2 separate regions of the Sus scrofa genome follow, and region 2 is linked to region 1. Evidence: chromatin contacts called from public Hi-C data. All regions are on one chromosome and are shown on one strand. Each heading gives the region's core, a stretch centred on a gene start, on an enhancer-like site or on the middle of the called end of the contact. The rest is flanking DNA. Distances are from core to core; before and after follow the strand shown.

Region 1 (6,809 bases), core at 2,692-5,191:
TCATTCTTTAAGTTTTATTTTTTATTTTATTTTTAGGGCAACACCTGCAGCATATGGGGGTTCCCTGGCTAGGGGGTCAGATAGGAGCTGCAGCTGCAGCCCTACACCATAGTCACAGCCACAGCAATACCAGATCTGAGCCACATCTGTGACTACACTACAGCTCACGGCAATGCTGGATCCATAGCCCACTGAGCAGGGCCAGGGACTGAACCTGCATCCTCATGGATAATAGTTGGGTTCTTAACCCACTGAGCCACGACAGGAACTCATGGATTCTCATTTTAAATAGATGGTTTGGGCTTAGGAGTGAAAGCAAGGGATACCCATTAGGAGGAGAGAGAGGACAGTGATTTGAAGAGGGTGACAAGAGGTGAGGGTGATGAGCCGAGGTCACATAGAGGCGTGTGATGAAAGAAGAACCTACCGCCATTGCAGAGGGATTGGACATGAAGCTCAGGGAGAGGAAGCAAAGGATGACTCAGGTTTCGGGGTGAATTTGGATGAAGCTCTAGGATAGGAGTGGGAAGGGGTGTGTGCGTGTGTGTGTGTGTGTGTGTGTGTGTGTGTGGAGCCCACGTTTAGTCCACAGATTGGTGGAGAAGAAGATGGTTGGTCACAGGACTCTGGATTCAGGGAAGTGAGCCTACTTGGAGAAAATGCTTTGGCTTCCTCGGTAATAAGGGCAGTTGTGTCTGTGGAATTTCAGTGCATTCTTTTTTTTTTTTTTTTGCTTTTTTAGGGATGCACTTGTGGCATGTGGAGATTCCCAGGCTAGGAGTTGAATTGGAGCTGTAGCCACTGGCCTACGCCACAGCCACAGCAATGCCGGATCCGAGCTGCGTCTTTGACCTACACCACAGCTCATGGCAACACCAGATCCTTAACCTGCTGAGCGAGGCCAGGGATCAAACCTGCAATCTCATGGTTCCTAATCAGATTCGTTTCTGCTGCACCACGATGGGAACACACCAAATAATTTTTTTTTTTTTTGTCTTTTTAGGGCTGTACCCGTGGCATATGGAGATTCCCAGGCTAGGGGTCAAATCAGAACTGTATCCACTGGCCTACGCCACAGCCACAGCAACGTGGGATCCAGCTGCGTCTGCAGCCTACATCACAGCTCATAGCAACGCCAGATCCCCGACCCACTGAGCGAGGCCAGGGATCGAATCTGCGTCCTTATGGATACTAGTCGGAGTCACTTCCACTGAGCCACGAGGGGAACTCCTCTAGGGCATTCTTGAGTGACTTCTCCTGAGGTCTGGATGATGACAGTATGATGGAAGGAGAGGGAACATTCACCACGTGCTTATAAATGCCGGTACTGCGCTGAATGCTTTATGCTCATAAGCTCATTTAATCCTCACACTTCCTTACTACCCCCATTTTACAGATGGAGGAGACCGAGGCAGAGAGGTGACGAGTCACCATTCATTTTTAGGGAGGAATGAACACCGCCGGGTGCTGCAGGCTGCTTGCTCTCCAAAGCCCGGCGAGGCTGCCTCTGCACCCCGGTCTGTGACCGACTGAGGGACTTTGTCTTCCTTCGCCTTTGCATCGCGCCCCTTCAACAGCTGGGAGCTGTGAAAAGATATCAGTGGACGTGAACTCAGGGGACACGAGTTCAAGTCCTGCCCCTGGGATTTACTGGAAGTTTTGCTTGGGGAAATGAACGCATAGGATTCACAGGATGTCTTCCAGGCAGAGTTGATTCATGCCTGCTGTCCGTGCTTTGCTATCTGTTCCTTCTCCAGTCACCAGCCCGCTTCTGCCAGCCTAACCCCCTCTAGCCAACTTTCATTTCCTAGCCGTGCCAGCCTGATTACTTCTAATTGTCTTTGACTGCTTCCAGCTGGGTCTCCTAGCTGGCGTTCTGTGGGAGCACATAGACCGTCTCCCAGCCATATGGAAGGAGGAGATGGGGAAGGAGACGGGGAGGAAGGAAGCAGCTGGTCCAAGTCAACCGAGAAAGCTTTTCACGGCTTCCCAGCCCACTGTGTTGGTAACGTTTTTTTTAAAGGGTTAACTCATCCAAGGTAGAGAATGGCCCATCTCGGACAATTTGTTGACCTCCCTTGGCCACCAACAATATAATGGCAAACGCTTTTAGAAAGTGAATAGAAATGTCTTCCTCCGTGGAGTTCCCGTTGTGGCTCAGTGGTTGACGAAACCGACTAGGAACCATGAGGTTGTGGGTTCGATCCCTGGCCTTGCTCAGTGGGTTAAGGATCCGGCGTTGCCGTGAGCTGTGGTGTAGGTTGCAGATGCGGCTCAGATCCCACGTTGCTGTGGCTCTGGTGTAGGTTGGTGGCTACAGCTCTGATTCGACCCTTAGCCTGGGAACCTCCATATGTCGTGAGAGTGGCCCAAGAAATGGCAAAAAAAAAAAAGAAAAATAAGACCAAAAAAAAGAAATGTCTTCCCCCAGGGCAGAGCGGATTCTTGCTGTCCGGAGCAATGAAACTCCATTCACTGGAGAATCAGGGAATGATACTTTTCATTCATTTGCTCAACAAGTATCTATTGAATGATGACCATGTCTCAGCCACTGTGCTAGGTGCCCCAGGGCAAAGAGAATATAAAATAAGGCAGCTCCCAACTCAGTGAGTCTAAAAGAAAAGAAAGACATTCACAGGAAGTAATACAGGACTTAAGGAGCGTGAGTGATGTGTAATAAGAGAGGGTGAATAGCCTCTTCCAATTCATTGACTGGGCTTCATGGGGAAGCGAGGGATCAGCTTTGCTGGGTAGAAATGGGTCAAAGGCAGCAGATTGGGTGTGGGTGTGGGTGTGGGTGTGGGTGTGGTACAGGCAGAGGTGCAGAGGTAAGGAAGTCACATCCCGGATGAAGAGAGCTGAAATGGAGCGCTCAGGGAGATGCTCCAGGAGGGTAAGAAATTTAGTCGGCGATAATTAGTAAAGACTCTTCAATGCTGGATTACTGCCTTTCAACCAGTTGTTTTCTGCCCGTCTATCACATAAGAGGGCAATGCATTGTTTTGTGTCCTAATCTGTCGTCCAGAAAGGAATGTGCTGGGTTATTCCTTATTAAACAAGGCCATTTCAGAGAACAGGACCTGTAGTTCCAAAACCAGTTACTAAGCCCAGGCAGGATGCAATTCGGACTTCTCTTTGGATCCATCCCAGATGACAGAATTAGCAGTGAACTTGAATGAAGCCCAGGCATCAGGCTTGGAAAAGAATGAATGGGCCTGGATTTTCTCTCTTCTTCACCCCTTTCCTGACCTCTACCCCGAGAGGATAATTAAAAGGAAAGAAAATCTCTATTTCATTGTAAATGTCTTCCACCATTTTTGTATCTGGATCAGCTAACTTTTCTTTTTTAAGGCCACAGAGAGACTCTGATGAACTATCTCTGGCATCTGCCTGACTCTATTATAAAGTAATTTCTAAATGTTCATACAAAGCTAATTATCCTAAAAATTAAATAAATTCATTCTCAACTAATACATACACATGGAAGAGACTCTACAACCTTTTCTGAAAGAGGATTCAGCACGGTTTTGATCCCAAAGTGAGCTCTATATTCCTTATCCATGAGGCGTTCTTTGAACATTCACTCTGCAGGCACTATGCCAGTCACACAGCCCGCTTCTCCTCCCATGTTATTGTCCTAAAATTTGATGATTGAATTGACGACGTTACAGCGATGAGATCGGCCTTGCAGAAATTATGGGGGTGGGGTGGGTGCGAAGAAGTCCCTTAAACACGGCGAGGAAAACAGTTGAAAGTGTATTTTTAATATTTGAAAAAGGGAACAATGAGAAGACTTGAAAACGAGCCCAGTCATAACGCGCCAGTAGGTGATCACAGCATCTTTAAATCAGATCTACCTGAAAGAGGCGTTTCTCTGGGTCACTGTTCTAATGGGTCAGAAAGCCCCCAAGACACTGGATTAATGAAGGCAGCCCCCCCCATCCCGCCCCGCTCCGCCCCGATTTCAGAGCATTGACTTGCATCATGCCCTAATTGTTTACCAAGGAATCAGTAAGGAAAGGAAGTTGGTTAGGACCGAATCCTCCCTTTCAACTCGGATGTTGTAATATCAGGGGTAAACCATGCATTAAACGCTGGCGCCTTTTATCTGGCTGCTCAACAGGTTGCATTTTGTAAATGCCTCCCCCTACCTAGCTCCCCCGGCTCCCGCAACACTATTCCTCATTTTTGGTTTGAGAAGACGTTGGGGATCCTGGAGAAGAAGATCGGAGTCGGCAGGGCAGCTACACTTGTTTACCGGGAATAAGCAGAGTCAAGGCGCACACAGAACAAAAGCCGCCAGGAGCAGGGAGCGCTGGTCCACCTCATCCTGCAATCGCCAGCATCATTTCAATGGGAAGCAGAGAAGGTGTAAACGTACAAGCAGAGGCAGCAAACGCCCTGGTGGCTGTGTTGTTGCTGCTACTATTATTGTTACGGCTGCTCCTCCTCCAACACAGCGTTCCTGTCTGGTGTGAGCCCGGGCAGACGCCCCGCCACCTCTCCATCCTTCCTTCCAACCATCCATCTAGCTCTCCATCCAGGCTCCACAGGGCCCTACTGTGTGCCAGGCCCGGGACTGGACACCGGGCACCTAACCCACAGTCCACCCAGTTCGAGAGCGCCTCCCTCCCTTCCTCCTGCCCCAGGAGGGTGCGGCTCGGGGGTGGGGGATCTCTTCGCGGAAAGGTCCAGAAAGCCCGAGCCCAGAATCCCGGCGAGAGGCGCAGCTGGAGGCGGCCCGACTTGGGCGGCCCGGGAGCGCGCGCCTCCGAGGCCGCGCGGGGTCCCCCTGTCTGGCGCTCAGGTGGCTCCGCCGCCCACTCCGCCGCTCCCGCTCCCAGGGCCCTCCCCTCTCCGGCGAGGGTCGAGTTTGGCTGTTGCGCGCGGGGAGGGAGGGGCTACGAGGGATTTGAAAGTGCACAGGCTGCGGAGTGGAGCTCGCATCTGTTCCCGCCGCCCGCGACCGGATTAAATTTCTGCAAATTCAAACTGAATGGGGCTTTCTTCCGCTGCCTTCCAGAGGGCGCCTGCAGCCCGCCGCGCGCTGCTCTCGGGCGGGAGCGGCTGCCCGGCGCGCAGCTAGGAGCCAGCGAGCCGGACCCGAGCCCGTGCGGGCCGACCGGCGGCAGCGGCGAGGGCGGAGGCTGCCAAGGCGCCCGGGCTCCGGGACCAGGCATCCCGGCTCCCGGACCGGGCATCGGACCGCGCCCCCCGCCTCCCCTCCCCGGCCCGCGCGCTCCCTGCTCACCCGAGCCGGGCGACAGTCACCAGCCGCCCGGACGGGACTCCGGCTCCCGAAAGGGGCCCGGGCGACCCTCGGAAGAAGAACTTCTTGGGGGCGGGCCCCGTGTACCCCGCGGCCCCGGCGGCCGCTATTGTCTGCGTGCGGCGCTCGGCGGCGGTCGGGGGCGCGGGAGCCGCGGACCGGGCGGGGCTGGGCCCAGGGCGGCGGCGGGAGGAGCCGGGGCAGCCGGACCAGGAGGAGGAGGAGCCGCGAGCGCGGGAGACGAGCCGAAGCGGCGCGGGCCGCGGGCGAGCGCGATGCCGGCGGCGGCGGGGGACGGGCTCCTGGGAGAGCCGGCGGCGCCAGGGGGCGGCGGTGGCGCGGAGGACGCGGCCAGGCCGGCGGCGGCCTGCGAGGGAAGTTTCCTGCCGGCCTGGGTGAGCGGCGTGCCCCGCGAGCGGCTCCGCGACTTCCAGCACCACAAGCGCGTGGGCAACTACCTCATCGGCAGCAGGAAGCTGGGCGAGGGCTCCTTCGCCAAGGTGCGCGAGGGGCTGCACGTGCTGACCGGAGAGAAGGTGAGCCGCCCGGACGCCGATCTCTGACCCTTGGGTTGGGGGGTCGGGGCGGGAAGGGGGACCCTGCCGAGAGCACTGCGCGGCGAGTCCGGTGGCGGAGCCCCGGCCGGGCGCCTCCCCTTTTGCCTGCCTTTCCTCTGGGGTTGAAAGAGGGGTCGAACCAAATGCACGCGCAGGCCCTCGCAGCCGGCTTACCGGCCTTTCCCGAGGGGCGATCTGGGGTCACTTTTCCCGAGGGGGCCGCTGCTTTACTCGCGATCTGCCTGCAGCCTTTTTGCTCCTGGAAGGGCGCCGCCTGGCGGACACCGGCGCGGGGGGGTGGAGGTGGGGGTGGGGGACCCTGCTTTTGGGGCAGGTAGGGGCTTGGATCAGTGGAAAGGCTGAAACCAGGGCTGGAGTGCGTGGACCCCTTATGATGAGGGTCGGGGAGCTGATTAGCCAGCTCTTGGGGGAACTTAGAGTCGGATCCCCCTCCTGGGCTCTGGGGAGGGGGTGGGGGAAGGCCCCAGAGGCATTCCCACCCGTGTGTGTGGTGGGGACAGCTAGGGGAGGTTTTTCCTGCTCGGAGGAGGGTTTTCACACGCCCACCCTCTACCCACCCTTCCCACCCCTCCATCCCAGCCATTCCGCCCCCTCCCCCGTCCTCGCTCCAGCCGCTGGGGTGGGAGCTACAGAAAGAATCTTGCTCTGGCAGACACAGGACTACGCACTGATACCCCCTGACTTCAGAGGTTGGGAGACCCCTTCTTATCTTTTTGGAAGAGGGGGAAGCAAAGGAGGACCCTCCCAGCCACTTGGAGGGGCACTCTCTCCATCCTTGGGAAAAGTTAGGGGTTGTGAAGCCACCCTTGCCAGGCAAGACCCAGGTAGACCTAAGCTGCAACTTAGATCTGTGAGAAGAAACCCCAAGTGTGATGACTTTGAAGGCAAAACTCAAGCTGGGAGGCTGCCCCAGGCTCGTGATGGCTTCAGACTTGAGGCTCCCTCCAGGCTGCAGCTTGCTC
Region 2 (6,809 bases), core at 1,520-4,019, 76 kb after region 1:
TGGGCCTCTAACATGACTATTGATGAAATTTCCTTAACATGGTGCCCCAAATAGTATAAACTTTTTTTTTTTTTTTTTTGCCATTTCTTGGGCTGCTTCCGCAGCATATGGAGGTTCCCAGGCTAGGGATCGAACCGGAGCTGTAGCCGACCACCTACGCCAGAGCCACAGCAACTCGGGATCTGAGCCACATCTGCGACTTACACCACAGCTCACGGCAACGACAGATCCTTAACCCACTGAGCAAGGCCAGGGATCGAACCCACAAGCTCATGATTCCTAGTCGGATTCGCTAACCACTGAGCAACGATGGGAACTCCCCAAATAGTATAAGCTTTATTCCATGGTGTGCCGTCTCTGTCTTCCCCTAGTGGGCGCTCTTCATGCCTTGGTTGTTTCATTACATTTCCTTTGAGGATATTACACGACCATGGCATTCAAAGCTAATAGTAGATTTTTCTACTTATGCACCCCCTCCCCCAACTTCAGTGATGCTACAGGGTGGGATCTGAGAAGAGGGGCCCTCAGATCCTTTTGAACAGAGATCTCCACCTAAAATACAAATGCAAGAGAGCCTCGTGGCTCCTGAAGGACCTTTTAAAAAAAATTATTAGGAGTTCCCATCATGGCTCAGTGGTTAACGAATCTGACTAGCATCCACGAGGATACAGGTTCGATCCCTGGCCTCGCTCAGTGGGTTAAGGATCCTGTGTTGCCATGAGCTATGGTGTAGGTTGCAGATGTGGCTCAGATCCCATGTTGCTGTGGCCGTGGTGTAGGCTGGCAGCTACAGCTCCGATTCTACCCGTAGCCTGGAAACCTCCATATGCCACCAGTGCAGCCCTAAAAAAGACCAAAAAAAAAAAAAAAATTAATTTTATGGCCACTCCTGTGACATATGGAAGTTCCCAGGCTGGGGACTGAATCAAGTTGCAGCTGAGACTTCCGAGGTGGAACCACTGTACCCAGCCAGGGATCGAACCCACACCTCTGTGACCACCCGAGCCACTACTGTTGGATTCTTAACCTACTGCGCTACAGCAGGAAGTCCCTGAAGCGGCCCTTCTGGGGCAGGTTTTGTGGGGGCTACTGGTGCAGGCTGGCCCAATGGGAAAGGAAATAGGGGTCTTTGTTCCCTTCTTTGTGAGGGTGAGCGTGGAAGGGTAGCGAGCAGAGGAAGAGAGGAAGAGGGTGGTTAAGCGAGGAAAAAAAATCATATTAAAAAAACTCAAACAGGAGTTCCCTTTGTGGTGCAGCGGAAAGGAATCAGACTAGGAACCATGAGGTTGTGGGTTCGATCCCTGGCCTTGCTCAGTGAGTTAAAGATCTGGCATTGCCGTGAGCTGTGGTGTGGGGTGAGCTGTGGTTCAGGTCGCAGATGCGGCTCGGATCTGGCATTGCTGTGGCTATGGCATAGGCCGGCAGCTGTAGCTCCACTTAGACCCCTAGCCTGGGAACCTCCACATGTCGCAGGTGCTGCTCTCAAATAGACCAAAAAAAAAAAAAAAAAAAAAAAAAAAAAATCCCAAACAACCCAAAGCAAAAGAAGAGACAAAAGGTGTGAACACGTGGCCTTCCTGGTTGCTTTGCCCATCTCGATTTTGGTTCTGATGCTTCATTCCACACCAAAGCTGAAGAGTTTGAGTCATCTTCACGGCCTTAGAGCATTTTCAGAGCTCTCCTTGGCTGGGCTTCTATTTAGAAACACTCTCTCATTATACAGCTTAACCCAGTGACTGCTGGGAGAATTTTCAGCGGTGCCTCCTGACCTGTGGTGTGTGAGCAATTTCTTGGGCTCACAGCCCTATCCCACCCCATGTTTCTCCTCTCTGGAACTTTCCTCCAGCTTTCACAAGAGCCCTGGCTTTGCAGGTGGAAACAGGTGAGCGTCAAGGAGAAAACACAGTCAATGAAATTAGCTGTAAATCCTTCTCGTTAGAAGGTCGCAAGGGTTTTGTTCTCCCATCTCCCAGCCACAGCCCCTTTCTGACTGCACCCCGTGGGCTGAGTCTTCTGTTTAGGGGACCAGAACCATAATATTTACATTGATGTTCAAAGGAGGAGCCAGGCTCTTCATTCTGCGATCCACAGCCATGGAGGAAAGTTATCAGATGAAGACCAAACACGAACAGCTCTCTAATGACCTGTCAGTTGCTGTATCTGGAAGATCAAAAGTAAACACAGCACAAAAGGCAGAATGGACCCGGCGTGGCTTCAGATGCACCGGGCTCTTTCTTCTTCCCCCGCTGCCTTCATCAGCCAGGAACAAAGCAGTGCTAGGCGGTCATTTAGTCTCCTTCTCATTGCTATCTTTCTGGCGTTAGTTTTTCCTGCCAACACTCAGCGTTGTCTAAACTGGTGGGTGTATTTCTTCCCCCCCCCCGCCCCCCCGCTTCAAATCACCATCTGTTGCTGCTTGCACTGGGAGCATTTTTAAGAGACTTGCTTGAAATGAAAACAGTCGGAAAAGTCAGCTCTAACTGGTGGGATTGCATGTCACCTGGGGTGACACCAACGCCAGCCAGAGAAAATCAATCTTCCTTTGGCTTGTCCCCACTTGGCCACCTGGAAGCCAGCAGGCTGACGCCAAGGACTCCTGCCTGTTTTCTCCCCCTGCCTTAATCCTAGAAAGCGAAGGCTGTTTTTTTTTCCTGGATGACTCATTTCCAAGATTTGATGAAAATATGTTTCGGTTCAGCATACTTTTCAGCTCTGGCTGGATTCAACTGTGAGGCCTGATAGAAAATGTTTCCAGTTCCACAAGGGAACCACCGCCTGACATTCTTTTGTCTTGAGACCCACTTCCAGAGGTTATGGTTCGCAGCTGCTGGGTTTCCTCTTGGATGCGAAATGATGTGTGAGCCTGAGACCGTGTTTCCTGTCCTGCTGCCTTCCCCTCCCCCTCTTCTCCTTCATTTCCACAGTTTTCTAATTCGGAGCCGGTTTTGTCCTCTCCTCTTTGCAGACTTTGGTTTGAGCAACTGTGCGGGGATCCTGGGCCACTCAGACCCGTTCAGCACGCAGTGTGGCAGCCCCGCGTACGCCGCGCCCGAACTGCTGGCCAGGAAGAAATACGGCCCCAAAATCGATGTCTGGTCCATGTGAGTTATCGAGCTTCTAAGAGTGAATGTTCCCTCCTGCTGCCTGCATCCTCCCTGTCTTAGGAAATGACCTTTGAGTATTTGATGAGCATCAGTTATAGGCTCAGGGCTCTTTATCCAGGGGTTCTTTGGGGTCCCACTTTACACCTCTGCTCTTTCTGTATTTTCCTTTTTTTTTTTTTTTTTTGTCTTTTTGCCTTTTCTAGGGCTGCCCCCATGGCACATGGAGGTTCCCAGGCCAGGGGTCCAATCTGAGCTGTAGCCACCGGCCTACGCCACAGCTCACAGCAACGCAGGATCCTTAACCCACTGAGCAATGCCAGGGATCGAACCTGCAACCTCATGGTTCCTAGTCAGATTCGTTAACCACTGAGCCACGATGGGAACTCCTCTTTCTGTCTTTGCTCCACCAACTGCCTGAGAGGCCTTCGTTCCAGTTCCCTCAGGTGCTGGGGGAGAGAGAAACAGCCTATACTCCTCGAGATCAAGGCCTGGCTGCATGAGTCACTTGTGCCCTTTCCCTGTTTAAAATCTCCCAAAGCTGAGTTCCTGTTGTAGCTCAGTGGGTTAAGAATCCGAAGAGGATCCATGAGGATACGGGTTGGATCCCTGGCCTTGCTCAGTGGGTGAAGGATCCGGCGTTGCCATGAGCTGTGGTGTAGGTCACAGAAACGGCTCGGATCTGGCATTGCCGTGGCTGTGATGTAGGCCAGCAGGTGCAGCTCTGATTCAGCCCCTAGCCTGGGAACCTCCATACGCGACAGGTGCAGCCCTAAAAACCAAACCAAAACATAAAATCTCCCAAAGCTTTCCATCAGCGTCTGCATAAAACCCAACCTGGGTGCCTGGCCACACTCCTGGTGGGCCTGCCCACCTGCCTCCGCTTCTTCACCTACCACCCCCTCCTCTGCTCCGAGTTCTTCGGATCCACTGGCCTCCACTTGGTCTTCCGTACCTCTGGGCTTTGCAGCCCCTATTTCTTTCTTTTATTGAGGCGTGGTTGACGTACAACTAGAAAGATATATCATACTAGTTTCAGGTGTGCAACACAGTGATTCAACGTATGTATGTATGATTCAATACATTCAGCATATTCAATGTATATGTTCTAGGACCTGATCATCACAGTAAGTCAGTCTAGTCACCACCGGTCACCATCCTTGCCCACATTCCCAATGCTGTACGTCACCTGCCCATGACTTCTTTATAACTGGACGTCTGTATCTCTTAATCCCCTTCGCCTATTTTGCTCAACCCCCCCCCCCCCACGTCCCTCCCTGCTGGTGAGCACTTGCTGTTGCTTTTGCCTGGCATGCCAGTTCCCGGCTCTTCAAATGGCCCGTCCATTCCCACATCCCGGGGTTAATCCAGTGTCCTCTCTGCAGAGTCCATCTCTTGTTCCAAGGAGATTTCAGTACCTGGCACGAAGCCCGGGCTGGAGGGGAAGGAAGGAGGGAGGGAGGGAAGGAGAAAAAGGAGAGGGAGGGGAGGAGAGAGGGAGAGACCGGAATTTCACCCAGGTGAACAGCAGCTGAAGGGTCAGGGGCTAAGGCTGGCACAGGAAGCAAACCCAGGGCGGGGAGCTGGGGAGGGGGTTTCGGGAAATTCTAGTTGGAGAAGATTGAGAGTTCCCAGAGATGAGAATATGAATCTGAGGGCATCAGAATCTCCGGAACTTTTCGAGAAAGGGCTAGCTCTGCTCGGCGTCTTCAGCCAGGGAGTGAAACAAGTTGGGGGCGGGGGAGGGGTGGATCAGCTCCTGTTGCTGGGTGCTTGGCGGTGACTGTCCCCTTTGCTCCTCAGGACAGTCTCTGAGGCCGTTTCTTACCCTCTTTTTCATGGACAGGAGGGAGGCTCGCTGGTTAGCGCCTCCCAGAGCCACACAGCCTGCGAGCTGTGCTTGGCACTCAAGGCTTTTCACGCCTCCGTCTGAGCTCCTGGTTCTTTCCACCTCTCACGAGGAGGTGTGAACCTTGCAGATGGGGAGAGAGTGGCCTGGCTGCTGACTGGCTGGGGCCACCAGGGAGGGGCGGCAGGAAGCAGAGGCAGCGGACACGTTCTCCTTGAGGTGCCCTGGGTGGTTTGACTGGCCCTGCGCTCTTTCTGTGCTGCGCCCAGATGCGCCTCAGAATCCTTCTCAACACAGCCCTGCCGGCGGCCAGCAGCGGTGGATCAGAGTCAGGGTGCAGGTGAGGTCCATTCTTGGTCTCATAAGCGGCTGGCACATAATCTGCCCTTAATAAATATTTATTTATTAAGAGATGGACATGAAAGTTTGAATCCGTAACCTGGAGAATGGGGCATCTGAAAGACCAGGGGCTTCCAAGGGCATCTCAGAACTGTGGCGACAGGGAACAGGGAGGGTGACATAATGATCAAAGGTAAAGAGAGGGCGGTAGGTTGGAGAGGAGGTGACAGGCTGCTCCTGAGGTCCTGCTCTCCAGGCGCCTGGACAATGTAGCGTCATCACCGGTTGTCATGGTGATGAGGCTCTGCCTGCGTAAGGGGGACCCTTTCCAGTCCAGGACTGACAAAGCAGGCATCTCTGCAAAGTCTAGGGATGCTGGTAGCAGGAAGGAGCCTGTGGACTGTCAGGAGAGCGCCTGGCCTTATAGCCAGCATGGGGCTCTCGTCCCTTTGTGCGAATGGTAGGATGGGAACAACGCATTTATCCGGTTTGGGGAAATACAGAGGGAAATGAAAAGCACAGCTGGAACAAAAGGCAGCAGTGAGGAGAGTCATTATTCAGCTCTGACTTTGTTCCTGCCCCTCCTTCTATGTCCCTTGACCTGGGGAAAGAATCCACTTTTAAGGACCACAGCCGCTCCTTTTTTTAGTCTCAGCCCCGTGATTAAGAGGAAGGGACTCAGCAAGTTCCCGTGGTGGTGCAGAGGAAACGAATCTGACTAGTACCCATGAGAACGTGGGTTCGATCCCTGGCCTTGTTCATTGGGTTAAGGATCTGGCGCTTCTGTGAGCTGTGGTGTAGGTCGAAGATGTGGCTTGGATCCCGAGCTGCTGTGGCTGTGGTGTAGGCTGGCAGCTGTAGCTTCGATTCGATTTCTGGCCAGGGGACTTCCATATGCTGTGGGTGTGGCCCTAAAAAGCAAAATAAATAAATAAATAAATAAACAAAGGGACTTGGGGAGTTCCTGTTGTTGCTCATCGGGTTAAGAAACGGACTAGTATCCATGAGGATGCAGCCTCGCAGATGCAGCTCGGATCTAGTGTTCATAGGCTGGCATCTCTTGCTCTGGTTTGATCCTGAGCCCAGGAACTTCCGTATGCCACAGGTGTAGCCCTAAACGGGGGGGGGGAAAAAAAAAAGGGACTTTGTCCATTGTCACCTGCTGTGTCCCCTTCTATCCAGCTACTCTGTTCAGAAGTCCTGATGGCATTGGAGGAGGGGAGGTGGGGGGAAAGCTGCAGGAGTGAGAGAGTGAAGACAGGGTGCCTGGATGCTTGCCTCCATCTCAGCCTGGAGGCTCCCCTCCCTCTCACCCTGGATGCGCGCCTCCCCTCTCACCCTGGATGCTGGCCTCGGGGTGCTGGGGGCAGCTGGACACTTCTTTGCTAACTTCCACTTCATTGCATTTCCTTCCAAGAAGGTCATGGGCAGCTGAAGGTCACCTGAAAGCTCTAATCAAGCCTCATTCTTAATCATGCTGCTGTCGATTGATGTACGTAAAAGCCTTTGATGGGGGGGGG

What was found. Hi-C and Micro-C count contacts between places; a contact is called where the count stands out from the background.
Region 2: a contact with region 1 is called in a Hi-C map of embryonic fibroblasts, with 2.0 times the contacts expected there. The contact joins the enhancer-like site here to the promoter of HUNK in region 1. A contact is called at or near these places in 3 of 47 Hi-C or Micro-C datasets (brain, embryonic fibroblasts and fetal heart ventricle) and 1 of 2 datasets of contacts at active chromatin or transcription factors (skeletal muscle).

What each region holds. Positions count from the first base shown.
Region 1 is chr13:195,524,585-195,531,393 of Sscrofa11.1, forward strand. It overlaps HUNK (hormonally up-regulated neu tumor-associated kinase), which reads left to right and starts at 3,942. Exons shown (of 12, transcript XM_021070911.1): 1 at 3,942-5,805. The coding sequence starts at 4,354.
Region 2 is chr13:195,602,187-195,608,995 of Sscrofa11.1, forward strand. It overlaps HUNK (hormonally up-regulated neu tumor-associated kinase), which reads left to right. Exons shown (of 12, transcript XM_021070911.1): 4 at 2,966-3,101. Among named protein-coding and RNA genes, the nearest start is that of HUNK, 77 kb to the left of the region's middle. Within about 2 kb of position 2,770, at least 23 of the 83 cell types and tissues checked have an H3K27ac peak or open chromatin away from gene starts, as enhancers often do. A contact at or near this core is called in embryonic fibroblasts and skeletal muscle, where this site is marked.